2 separate regions of the Mus musculus genome follow, and region 2 is linked to region 1. Evidence: chromatin contacts called from public Hi-C data. All regions are on one chromosome and are shown on one strand. The core of a region is the stretch at or near the end of the contact, and the rest is flanking DNA. Distances in the headings are between cores, read along the strand shown. Region 1 overlaps Cfap20dc (CFAP20 domain containing). Region 2 has its middle 120 kb from the start of Gm41097.

Region 1 (6,310 bases), core at 1,909-4,408:
CATCCATATTCTTTCCGAAAATCTTTCCCCTATGTAGTTGTTTGCAGAGCTTCCAACATGTAGCCCTGAGGTCTGGGCGTGCTTTCCCGGACCTGGCTCTCCATTGTTCTCTGAAACTATTCTACTCTTCTGTCAAGTGAGTGCTTACTCCCAGAACTTTACAATCTCTTCCTCTTCTCTATTCTTCCTCCCCACAGCTGCTAAGTTTTGCAGCTCGCTTACCCTTTTGTTTTGCTCTCAAGCACTTATAAAATTGTCCTTAATCTTCTTTTTGAGTTTAGAGTTTAGGTGCTCTTAAAGAGACTCAGAACCCTAGTTGCCCAGGTATAAACTGGTTCCATCTTGTTTGCCAGGGTATACAGGGCCTACCTCCCTATCAATGCATTGTAAACTTATGTATAAAAAGAGCTTTCTGGGACAGAGAGATTGCTCAGCAGTGAAGTGCTTTGGCTGCTCACTCAGAGAAACTACATTTGGTTCCTGGCACCTACATTGAATAAAATACATCCCACTTTAACTCCAGATCTAGGGATTGGCCACACATGGCATACATACACAGACAGATATACATGTACACAAACATAAAAGATTTTTTTAAAGAACATTCTAACTATGATTCAGAGTACATTTGCTAAAGGCTTTATACAGTACTGTGGCAGACTAAAATCTCAACTTGATTACCCCAAGTTCTGGGCACCTTCTCCAGTTATGTGTGTGATGAATTTTCAAGTATACTCATATTGTACTCTTCTGCCTTCCTTTTAAAAACTCTATGTAACTATAGAGAGAAGACACATGGACACACCCAAGTGCACACAAAAACAGCTCACTGTGCTTACTTTACATCCCAGCTTTATGTTGTGGCAGTACTGTAGCTCATAGGTTTAATTTATAGCCAAGTGTAAGACATTGGGCTTAGCCTTTCTCATGCATGCAGCCCTTTTCTGGTTCTGAGCTTCATTACAGATGGCTGAGGCTGGAGTGTGGTGGCTGGATAACTTGGGCATTACCTGAGCTTCTATCTGATAAGAATTCTATGAGGCAGAAAAAAGCCAGTGTCATTATCCTAAGATTTTTTTTTTTATTGGAGAAACTGTAGCTCACAAAGAAAGTTAAATAACTTTCCCACGGAGGCAATCAAATTAATGTCAGAGAACACAAGTATTTAAAGCCAGAGCTGTTCTCCTCAGCGGCAATACAGCCTCTCTCTTCTCCACTCTTTGCTACACACCTTTAATACAGGCATCCCATGTTTCATACAGGCATGCTATGTTTAATACAGGCATGCTATGTTTATGCAGGTATACCAAGCATCTAAACTGCACTTTATGTATATGTATTTCTAGACACATCAACAAACCAGCAAATATACTTTCCAATCATGTTTTCTTTGAATTGCCAACTTTTGAAATGATAACATAAATCTTTCAAACTGAAATTAGCAGGAAGACAAGGGATGAGTGGAGTGAAAGAATAAGGAAAGTCAACAACTTGGTTTGAGTAAAGAAACATAAGATCAAAAATATCAACTGCTAATTGTGGGGTGGGGAAAGCCCTTCACAGCCCCAGCTCTGCCTCTTTGCCTTTCTCGTACAGCAGGTGGAGCTCTGGTACCGTGTGAGGTGACAGGATGCCTCTCCCTCTGAGGAGGAAATCCAATCCACTCTAAGCATCTCCATTTTCTTTTGCATTTCCAAATGATCCCTTTTCTGGGTTTTTGAAACATTTTTCCTCTGTGCTCTGAGACCCCTCTGGCCACAGTACCTACACCTCTTTTCTCTGCCTCGACAGAGGGTTACTGTCTTCACTGCACAGCCTTATGGGGCACTTAGAAGAGAAAATTAGAAGATATAGTTGCACAAAGCAGCCTGCCTCTCTGTGTCTCTCTGTGGAGACTTTTTCCATCTACTGAATCTATTTTTTAGACTGAAAATTTTCCAAAACAGCTACCACCAAATCTTCATGTTTTCAACTGTAATTCTGTGGAAAATGTTGTCAATAATTTCCCATCAAAACCTTATTATAGAAATTTAAAAAATTTTTTATCTAAAACAACAAAAGGAGTTAGAACATTTCTAAAATTAGAGTATTATTTTTATTAGGAACCATTAGGGGAATCAACTATTGGTATTTTACTAAGCCAGAATAAGCTAGCTGCATTCAGATCACTCGCCCTTCTACTCACAGATAGGTGCAGCCCTCACTCCTTTCCAAGGAAGCTCCTTTTGATGACACATAGAGACTATCTCAGAACTACAGTTGGTCAAAATAAAGGCGGTGCCTGACAATGGGATGCTCACAGCCAGTCGCTGCACCATACTTGAGGCTCAGGAAAAAGCATGGCAGAGGAGATGGAATAACTGACCGTAAGAGCCAGCAGATCAGCTCATCTGCTGCTAGACTGTGTCTTCTAGACACAGCAGTCTGTTCCCATGAGATCTCAATGCTATGGCTGCTTAGATAAGACCCACATAATGGCAAAACTAATGAATATGCCGATGCAGGTAGGGAAACCTCGCAAGGCCTCACTCCTACATGAAGCGGCATAGGCAGTCTAAGGTTGATGAGAGACGGAGAACCAGCTTTCTCTGGGGAGCAGCTACCTGATAGGTTATCAAATTCCAAGTGGTTGGAGCACATTGTATATACAAGCAACACTAAATGGATTCAGTAGATTTTGTATGTGAGTGAGTATGCATGTATACATATGTAGGTAACTAATAAAGAATAGATCTGAAATTTGAGAAAGAATGGAAAGGACATAAGAGGAGTTGCAGCATAAAGAGGGAGGGGACTGTTATAAATATAGTACTCTAGTATGAAATTCTCAAAATAATACATTTAAATTAAAAAGAATATCTAAAGTTCATCTTCAAACAAAAGATAAAGATCTAATATGACTATAAAGATTACTTTTCTTTTGTTTTGTTTGTTCTGTTTCGTTTCATTTTGTATCATCCCGACTGAGTGATCACAGCCTTAGTTAAATATTTATTCTAGGAATATAGATGAAAGTTGGTGCAAGTTAGACAGCTTTGTAGAACAGACTGCCTCCCAGATGTTGATGGCCTCAGCTAGTCAGTCCTAGGGAAACTGTGTAGGAGAGACCATGCTCTCTGCCTGCTTTTGGGTGGGGCAGCAGTCCTCTCCTTTGTGATGTGGAGTCACGCCTTGACAGGTCTTTCAGTCTGAGCTGAGTCACCCACTCCAGGCACTCCACTCTGCTCCCTATGGATTATGGGACTTCTCTGTCTCCATCACTGCACTACGTTCATAAGCCAAAGCCATAGAAGAAAGACACAACACAGGTACCAGGAATGCTTCTCTGGACACCCTAGAGTAATATAATATATTTACTAATTTTATGTTACTCTTTTGGCTATAAATGAATCAAGACTGTCTTTACTTGTGAGCATCCCTTCCTGAATAACACCAGATTCTGTTTCATTGCCAAGCAGTGTCATTTCCAAACTTATTTATACAAATACATGTCACCTACTAACAAACTAAGTACCAAACCAACAACCAAACAACAACAAAAGACAGCTGTGGTTTATGCTAACTGCAACAAATGAGCAAAAAGCTGTTATGGAGAAAATTTTTATTTACCTTAGTAACATATCTTAAACAGATTTTTCAGGCCAGGTGTATAAAGGAATCTCCTCACTGCCTACTGTATCCTGTGCCAAGAAAACAAACAACAGCAAAGATCTGGTCTGAAGCTGTTTATTATTGATCAACAAAGATGACAGGAAGCTAGCACCAGAATGTAAATAAGCTTTCTCACCAAGAACACTCTTTTTTTCCTACCAGAAGCTTTCACAGAGGAAAAGCACCGTATTACACTGTGGTCCAACTTCCTTATCTCACAGCAATGGCCACTTTGAACAACACTGTTCTCTGATTTTAAAAGCTCTCAGGTGTTACTTTGTTTTTATAATACATCAGTTTTATTGAACTCTTATTATGTACACAGTACTTGCACTAATATATTCAGTCCTCTCAAAACCTTTGTGAAATTTGTCATCATAATCATCGTCATCATCAGTGCCATCATCAACATCCTCTTCCTCCTCCTCCTCTCCCTCCCCCTTCTCTTCCTCCTCCTCCTTCTCTTCCTCCTCCTCCTCCTCCTCCTCCTCCCTTCTCAATGAAAACAACTGCAGCACAGTGTTTCCAGACAGTTGGCAGTGGCCTAGGATGTGATCTAGAGAGTGGGTGATGATTGATGTCTGGGTGATGAATGTATTGACCACTTCATATACGATCTTGAAATGTGAATCCTAACGACAGCTTACTGAGAGAGGCTTTATTGTCTCCATCTCAGAATGGAGGGGCAATGTCCCCAGACTGCGAGTTTCCCAGAGACAGTGAAATAATTTATGCCTGCCTGCTCTCTTTGGTAGCCTTGAAGGACCCTGGGCTGACAGGCATTGTAAAGAATTACTATGGCCTCCGCCTTTGTGAAGTCAGACATATTACCAGTGACCCAAGTACCCGATAGATAAGATGTTTTGCCTTGGGCAAGTGGAGGTTAAAGAGTGTGTCTGTGTGTGCATGCTCGAACATGCACGTTTAGAGGCCAGAGGCTGCCATTGGATAGCTTCTGTAATCATCCTCCAACTCATCTCTCACTAAAGCCAGAACTCACCAACTGACTAGACTGCCTGGGTAGTGAACCCCAGCGATCCTCCTGTTTCTTTCCTCCCCAGTCTTTGGGCTACAGACATGAGCAACCACATCCGTTTGTTTGTTGTTGTTGTTTTCTTTCTTAATGGGTGCTATGGATCAAAATAAGGTCCTTAGGTTTGTGTGTCATGCATTTCACTAAGCTATCTTTCTAGGCCATAATGACTTCTTTTAAAGACATACTCAAACCCTAAGGCTCAGGAGAGGACAAGTCTAGTCACATTGAGTTGTGAATGACTGAATGTCTAGGCACTTCTCTCAATACTGATGTCCACAGAGATCTCCTACAAGATCTGACTTCTGCCTTGGGAGAAAGGTATAGAGAATGTGATCCAGTAAGAGCTTAGACAGCCAGTTCCCACAGATGCCAAGGTAAGGATAGTATGTACAATCTACTTTCCAAACACAGGGTTGAGCATGTTAGAGTCCAGAGTCCAGCAAACACTCAGCTGGTGTTTGCTCCTGTGTTGTTTGGATAATGTAAGGTACTGCCCAGACATGACTGAGTGAGCCTCTGAAAAGCTTCCAAAGATCCCACTGCAGTACTGACTCTGGTAATAGCTGTCCCAGAAATAGGGCTTCCCTTTCAGCATGCATGTCCCAGGAAGAGGCTGCTCCATGACTGATACAGGGACTTAGGTTAGGATGCAAACAGTGTCAGTGCTAACAAAGTGAAAAAGACAGGGATGTCCACTGACTCTGTCCACGGAGTTGGTTGCATAGAAGGAGAAAGAGGTGGGTGGACTCGATAGTTTCAAGCCATGGGACCTATAATAGTGATGGCATGTGGTCTGAGAGATACAAACTGTGGATATTTAAAGGGCTTTGCACTGGGCTTGTTTTGGTAACCACTAGAGCTAACTCAGAATGGTCTCGGATCTTAAAAGGGTTCTAGGGCTTATATCTCACTGCATTCAGTATGGGAAACACCAGAAATACAAAGTTCCAACTTGGAAATTTGGTATAGGAAAAGTACATTTGAACTTCCTGTTTTTTCTCCCTGCCCCCGACCCAAATTACTAAAGTTATATTTGCAGAAGTTTTCTGTGTCAGCCAGCTTGCACAAGGGTGTGGGGAAAATGTTTTAAAAACCAATGTAGCACAGCCAGAGTCGGAGAGAATAATAAATGGTAAGTGCGCACACACTTGTATTACTTTTTTAAAATGAGGGAAGGATAACTGGATGGTACAATTGGGGACCACAGTCCTCACCAAGGTGGGCAGGGGACTGTGATGCCTGATAGCAAGGACATTCAGGAATGTTGGGGAAGGAGCGGAGGGAAGCCGGAGGGAAGCCGGAAACATTTCCAGGCCTGCTAGTGCCTGAAACAGTGAGGAGAGTCATCGAGCAGGCAGAGGAGAGGAGAACCTCCCCCGAGAGAACAGGCTTTGTGCGTCTCTAGAGAGAATGGCCATGGGAGAGCCTCCGGACACAGGCCGATGGGGCTCAGGTGAGGCACATGAGAGAAAAATATCTCAGTTCTGAACGAAAATTGAAGGTTCTGACTAGATCCTCAACCATAAAATGAACCCCTTCATAAAGTGAAATGGGGACAAAGAGCTCTGACACAGGAGTGATAAAGAAAACTGAATATAAGTTAAAGTACAAATCGCAAGAATT
Region 2 (6,613 bases), core at 452-2,951, 720 kb after region 1:
ATAAAAATAAAATGTGCAAGTCCCATCAAATAAACTAATTAAGGTTTAAAACGTGTCAAAATCCAACACCAGGAGGAACAGATGAGGCACTGAGTATAAGAGTCACATAGACCTGACAACTCATGTGTTGCCATGGCAACCAGGGAATCGATATCCCTCAGCTGGACAGATAGTTGACAGTAATTTTTGCTGGGTCAGAGCACTGAGAAGAGAGGGAAGTAGATTCTGCTGTGCAAAGAATTACTCCCTCCTTTTAACCAGAAGCTTCCGAGTGGTTTATTAATAATGGATATGTGAGATATGAAGGCAGGAGGGGACAACTTAGCAGGATCGTGGGCCTGGAGGGCATGGGGAAAGTAATGAGAGAAGAGATAAGAACACAGTATAATGATATGTAAGTGTAACAGTGAAATCCATTACTTTGTATGCAAATTTAAAAAATAATTTTAAAATATCCTAAATTTACAAGGTGTCTTAAAGACAGTTCTTGCATAAAATGGAAAGCACCGAGTGAAGACTTCTCTGTAATTCACTGTTATCTCTGAAACTCAGAATAAGAATACCCGTGAGGTTTTTTTTCTGTCGTCTGTGTTTTTAAAAACAAAAACAAAAACAAAAAACACCACCATATAGCTGGAAGGAAACAATGTTTCTTTCTTCCTCCTGCTCATAACCAATCATAAAAATATTCAGAGAATTTCTTTGTGTGATCTTCAGTACTGTCTGGCCATAGTTTTCAGAAGCTTTTAATTTATGTGTGTGTGTTTGCCTGCATGCTATGCATGCAGTACCCAAGGACTCCAACAGAGAGCACTAGACTCCTTGGAACTGAAGTTAGAAATGGTTGTGAGCTGGACATGCATGCTGGGATCTGAACCTGAAGTATTAACTAAGAAATCTTACTTCCTGAGCCAGCTCTCCAACCCCTGGTCATTTTTGTGATTAGCTCTTCTTGGATGTTGTGTGACCTATGGTTTGACAAGAAGAGACTGAACAAAACCTTCCTTTGTGCCTTGTGTTAGTGTATCATTTAGTAGAAAAGACAGTGTCTGTTTCCCCAAACATGGCCCACAGGCACAGCAGGTGCCTGAGTTGGTTGATATATAATGATGTCTGATCCACTAGAAGAAAAGATTTAATATCTAGCCCATTTAAAGAAAAAAAGGATGTTCTACACTGCTCGCTCTTAATGGGATGAGCACTCAACTTCAAAAAGAACAAAAAAATTGTTAGTTTATCTCTTTATAAATTGTCCCCTCCTTCCCTCCCTCCTTTGCCCCCTCCCTCCTTCTCTCTACTGAAGTTGTACAATATCTTTTTGGTAATCCTTCTTGATGGCACTTTCTTATTATGTGCTATACTGTGATATCCTGGTAGAATTAAAATATGGACATGAGGTTTTAATATAAGGACATTATCAGAAATGTCATCCCCAATAAATTGGGAACAGGGAAACCTGCCCTACAGACAGAGGGTCTTGCTCAATTTTGCCTTTTGCTGTGATTTGTAGAAACCAACCCCCTGCTGCGGATGCCTGCAGGTTAGCTTTCCAGTTGAGAGGCAGGGGACAGACTTCAGTGGGGAAGTAGGGAGAAGAAGATTTTTTGTTTGTTTTAGACAAAGGGTTTCTGGCCTGGGGCAGTTCAGCTGCACCTGCTCTGTCTGCCGTCAACACTGAGGCAATGGGACCATTTTCTAACTAGATCAAAAACAGGAAATTCTCACTGTGATCCATTATATCAAAGAGGCAGTGTGTAGAAAGAAAAGAGGGTGGGAGCGAGAGTAAAGACAGAACAAAAGAAAGAAAAGGGTACTTTCTAATCCTCCCAAAAGTTATTTACTGGACTGTCATTTCAAAATGAGAACAAGCTCTGTCTCAATACGTTTGTAAGATAGCTGTCTAAAGAGGGGGAAAAAGGAGTGTGGTTCTCTGCCAAAAGAAGTGAGAGGAGATGGTGGGGTCCAGGTTCACGGAATGAAAACTGCAAACTTGAAGTGTGACAGAATTCAAATCAAGACTATTACAGAGCATTTTCTGGCCTGCCAATCATGAACTTCCTAACTTTCTCTTTGACAGTATTTCCATGGTGCTGTTGTTTTAAAAATGAGTGTTAGGGTCAGTTGACTGCTTCCTGTTGGTACCTGCATTATGTGTGTGCCTGTATTCATGAGCATGTGCACACATGTATGCATATATACTTATGTATATAACCTCCTCTGTCCCTTAGATACCTTCTATTTTTTGTTTTAGACAACTGTCTTTTACTGGCCTAAGAATTAGTCAAATAAATTAGGCTAGCTGTCTGGGAGCTCTAGCCACTTGTCTGACACGTACTAAAGAAGGCTAGAAAGGTAGGTATCTGTATGCAGTAGTTTCTCTTTCCTAGTGCAGCTTTGGGCTCTCAGATTGGCTGATTGCAGCTTGTTGTTTCAAGGTATTAGGATTTTAAAACTGGAAAGAAGCTCACAATTCCTCACACATTCTTCTTTAATCAGTACATCAGAACTCTGTCATCCCTGCAGCAGGCCTCAGATCACTCTGCAATTGGCTAAGGTTGAGAACTCTCTGAACTCTAGAAACTCTGTTCTAGCTTCTAAGACAGGACAGCAGTGTACGGTTAGGCTAGTAGCAAGAGTCAATGAAATCCCTCCTGTGTCCATCTCTAAAAAAACGGCCTTTGGCACAGCAAGCTTGGTGTGTGTGTGTGTGTGTGTGTGTGTTTGTGTGTGTGTGTGTGTGTGTGTGTGTGTGTGTGTGTTATAAATTTAGTAAGTACATTGTAATAACTGTGACTATGATTGCTGCTTCTTAGGGAAATTATATGTTGATAAACTTGGTGATATATTAAAACAGGTACATAATGTAATATCAAAATATCAAAGGCCCTGTGGACAGGAAGGTGCTTTGGAGAAAGACCTCCAGCTACAAGAAAACTTACATAACCTGAAAGTCTCAGACAGTGTGAAAAAATTCTCTCATACTCTAGAAAAGCTTTAGTTTTCTTTAATTTATTGGATGTGTAATTCAAATCTAACTAAGAGCAGCACAAAAGGAAATGCAAAGGGATGTTTGTAAGTAACTGATAGCTCCAGGTCATCTACATTATATAGCACTGGGACAATACATGTTTGGCACTTGAGTTTACTTAATTGTCTACATCAAATATGATTTTAAGCAATACTTAATCAAACAAATCTCTGAAGTGGTGTTTTGTGATACTGAAAGAAAATGTTATTTAAGGAGATGGATATTTGAAAGATAGTATGAAGCTAATCATAGAAATAGTTTGATTCTTGCTTACACTTGCAGTGGTTGGGGGGACATGGGGATCAGTCTAAAGACACACTTGTGGTGTTTATGAGGTGATTTTCTTGATGGATCTTCAGAACAGAATAATCATATTGTGGTTCCACATTAATAGAATCCATAGCACACGGACACAGAAAGGAAATACAATGTGGATGGGCTTCATTTCCTAAGGAGCTTTCCTGGGATGCTGAGCCAATGATGGGAAGAAAGACTGGCCAAACAATTTGTGTGTATTCTGAATGATAAAAGCCTAGTGCTCTGAGTCTATGTACATGAGTCTGTGCATTTTTGTATGGACCGCTCTCTCTCTCTCTGTGCTGATTAGCTCTTATTGCCATCTTGACACAAACTGGAGTCACTTGAAAAAAGAACCTCAAATGAAGAACTACCTTTTTTCACACTGTCTGAGACTTTCAGGTTATGTAAGTTTTCTTGTAGCTGGAGGTCTTTCTCCAAAGCACCTTCCTGTCCACAGGGCCTTTGATATTTTGATATTACATTATGTACCTGTTTTAATATATCACCAAGTTTATCAACATATAATTTCCCATTAGATTGGCCTGTGGGCGTGTCCTGTGGGAATTTTCTTGACTATTGATTGATGTAGGAGGGCCCAGCTTACTGTGCAGGCATGATGCCCTAGGAAGGAGAGCCTGGACTGTAGAAGTAGAGTAGCTGAGCAGCCCTCAGCAGATAAGAGAGAAATTAGACAGTAAAAACACAGAGACCCAGGACCTTAAAACAAACATACAGAGTAAGAGACTTTGGTATATTCAGCCCTCAATGAGTTGTCTGTATCATACACCCCCGTACCCCCACCTCCAAGTTCAGGGATCTATGCAGAAAAGGAAGCAGAAAGATTGTGAGAGTCAGAGGTGGTGGGTGATTTTAGGGAAGCATCATTTTCCAAACTCAATAGAGCAGTTGTATATATGAGTTCAGACTGTGAAATTCAGACAAAATCCCAGCATGAAGGGAGGACAGCAAACACAAAATCCCAACCAGTCCATGAAGCTGTTCCAAATGATAGCTACTGGCAGGAAGAAAATCAGCTTTCTTCAATGAAGTGACACTAGTTACATCAACCACACTCCAGGGTAAATTAAGCCCCATGCCTAGGAATAAATGTGTAATACAAAACAGACTCCACTTTGTTGTTGTTTCTTTTGTCTTAAAACAGAGAATATAAATTTCTTTAGGTAGGGAGTAGGTAGAATCTCCGAGGAGTTGGAAGACAGAAAAGAATATGATAAAAACATACCATATGAAGTTATCAAAGAAGAAATTAAAAGAACAGAAATTTAACAAAAATAAAAGTGCTTTATGATCTTCAAAACATAAAAATTCTTATGAGAAAACTATTTAATAATTTCATTTTAATGACAGGTACATAACACGCCTGTTCATCTATTTTGGTAGATAATGTTACAGGCATTGTTTTGTCTTTGAAATGCTGACTCAAGCTAGATATACGATGCTACATGTTTTAGGCAAACTCAAGGTTGTTTCCAATCACTCAATTTGAACTGAAAAACTAGAAGTGATCATTCAAAATCCTTCAAAATAGATCTGATATCAAAAACATTTCCCCCCAGTTCTCCTAAGGACAATAGTTGTCTTCTAAAGATCACAAATAATGGTTCAGTTATTTACAGCTTCAGTGTGTTCTTAACTAGTTGTCACACCAATTTCAACCATCTAAGTATAACTCTACAGGATGACTTGTTTTCTATTTCAGATGTTCATAAGATTCAAATATACAATCGCAGAACCTCAGTCTATGTAAACTGAATGTAATATTTAAATAAACACTATTTACAAACATCATAAAAAGGTAGTTGAGAGGGAGGGAGAGGGACTAAGTGTGTGTGTGTGTGTGTGTGTGTGTGTGTGTGAGTGTGTGTGTTGTATAAGCAGCATTCCTCTATGGTCTTGGCTTCAAGTCATGCCTGCAGGTTCCTGCTTAAGTTTCTGACCTGAATTCCCTAGACTATGAACCATAACTGTTTTTCGTCAAAGTGTTTATCACAACAACAGAAAGAAAATTAAAACTATAGTGGTATGTGTGTGTGTGTGTGTGTGTGTGTGTGTGTGTGTGTGCATATGCATCAGGGATGCTCAATGCTAGAGAACCAGAGTATAGTAAAGAATGAGGTGGCTTTTGGCTACAGATAATCTAAAGGAACATGTCTTCAGATCAAGTGGAGTCTCTAGTTAATGACTTGGTCTTTCTCTTAGATGTTTGTATGGAACTTGGTTATATTTGTATTTATACAAAGACACTCGAGATAATGGCTCTCATGTTTCTAGTGACATACTCTTTTGCATATATTTATTTTGTGGATATGTGGAAATCCACATAAGGGATGGGATAAATGTCATAGAAGGGTCTGTTAGAGCTCTCCCAGGTGTTAGAAACCTATTCTGTCCTGAGGGAGTCTGTCCTCACATGATTTGCCTCTATTTTTAGCATCAAGAAAGCATTCTTTGCTTTCTGAGAGAACATTTTCTTACTGAATTAAAATATTGAAGTACTTGGTGAAGACTTGCTTCATAAACTCCAAAACTGTAATCTATTATTGTTTCCTAGTGAGTAAAACAACTTGAGACTATTAATAATTCCACTAATGTCCTAGTGTGGCACTTATGCCTTTTCATAGAAAGGTTGCGTCCCTTTAACAACTTGAACTCATAACCCTGGGATGTTTACAGTCTTAAATCATTCTTTTATAGGAATTTAGAAAGGACATTGTGTTTTCTGAACATTCAAAGATGAAGGTTTATAATGTCACATTATAAGCTTTTTGTTTAATTTACTTCTCTCACAGTCTCAGTGTATAGTCACTTAAAATCATTTACCAATGCAATACTGCCAGTAACTGTATACTTTATGCCCAACTTGCTTTAATTGTCTAATGTGTCACTAAATGCCACAACATTAAACTGATTTTTAAGATAAGCAAATGATTAAATGTGAGTCCAGACTCTACTTGACATTTAAGGAGTCACTAATCCCTACTGTCATTTGGTAGGTAGATTTTGTTGATCTTCACGCAAGCAGCAAAAAAGGAAGATTAATTTGGGAGACAGTTTTTTATAAATTTAGAATTTCAAGTGTGTTCTTTAAAAATGCTAAGACTAAATTCCTACCTACAAGTTGTTCAGAGTGTGACCTTGTTTGGAAATTGGGCCCTTAAAGGTCTAATAAGATGAACTGAGGTCTCACTAAAATGGGTGCTTCACTCCAGTGTGACTGGAATCCTCTTCAGAGATGGAGTTGAATACAGATTAATGTGCAGGAGG

What was found. A called contact is a pair of places that touch in the nucleus more often than the background predicts.
Region 2: a Hi-C map of embryonic stem cells shows a contact between it and region 1, with 2.6 times the contacts expected there. The contact joins two enhancer-like sites. A contact is called at or near these places in 3 of 484 Hi-C or Micro-C datasets (all in embryonic stem cells) and 2 of 115 datasets of contacts at active chromatin or transcription factors (both in embryonic stem cells).

Annotation. Positions count from the first base shown.
Region 1 is chr14:8,607,148-8,613,457 of GRCm38.p6, forward strand. The region is part of intron 4 of Cfap20dc (CFAP20 domain containing); the gene reads right to left. Among named protein-coding and RNA genes, the nearest start is that of Cfap20dc, 56 kb to the right of the region's middle. Within about 2 kb of position 3,159, at least 8 of the 459 cell types and tissues checked have an H3K27ac peak or open chromatin away from gene starts, as enhancers often do. A contact at or near this core is called in embryonic stem cells, where this site is marked.
Region 2 is chr14:9,330,165-9,336,777 of GRCm38.p6, forward strand. No RefSeq gene overlaps it. Among named protein-coding and RNA genes, the nearest start is that of Gm41097, 120 kb to the right of the region's middle. Within about 2 kb of position 1,702, at least 20 of the 459 cell types and tissues checked have an H3K27ac peak or open chromatin away from gene starts, as enhancers often do. A contact at or near this core is called in embryonic stem cells, where this site is marked.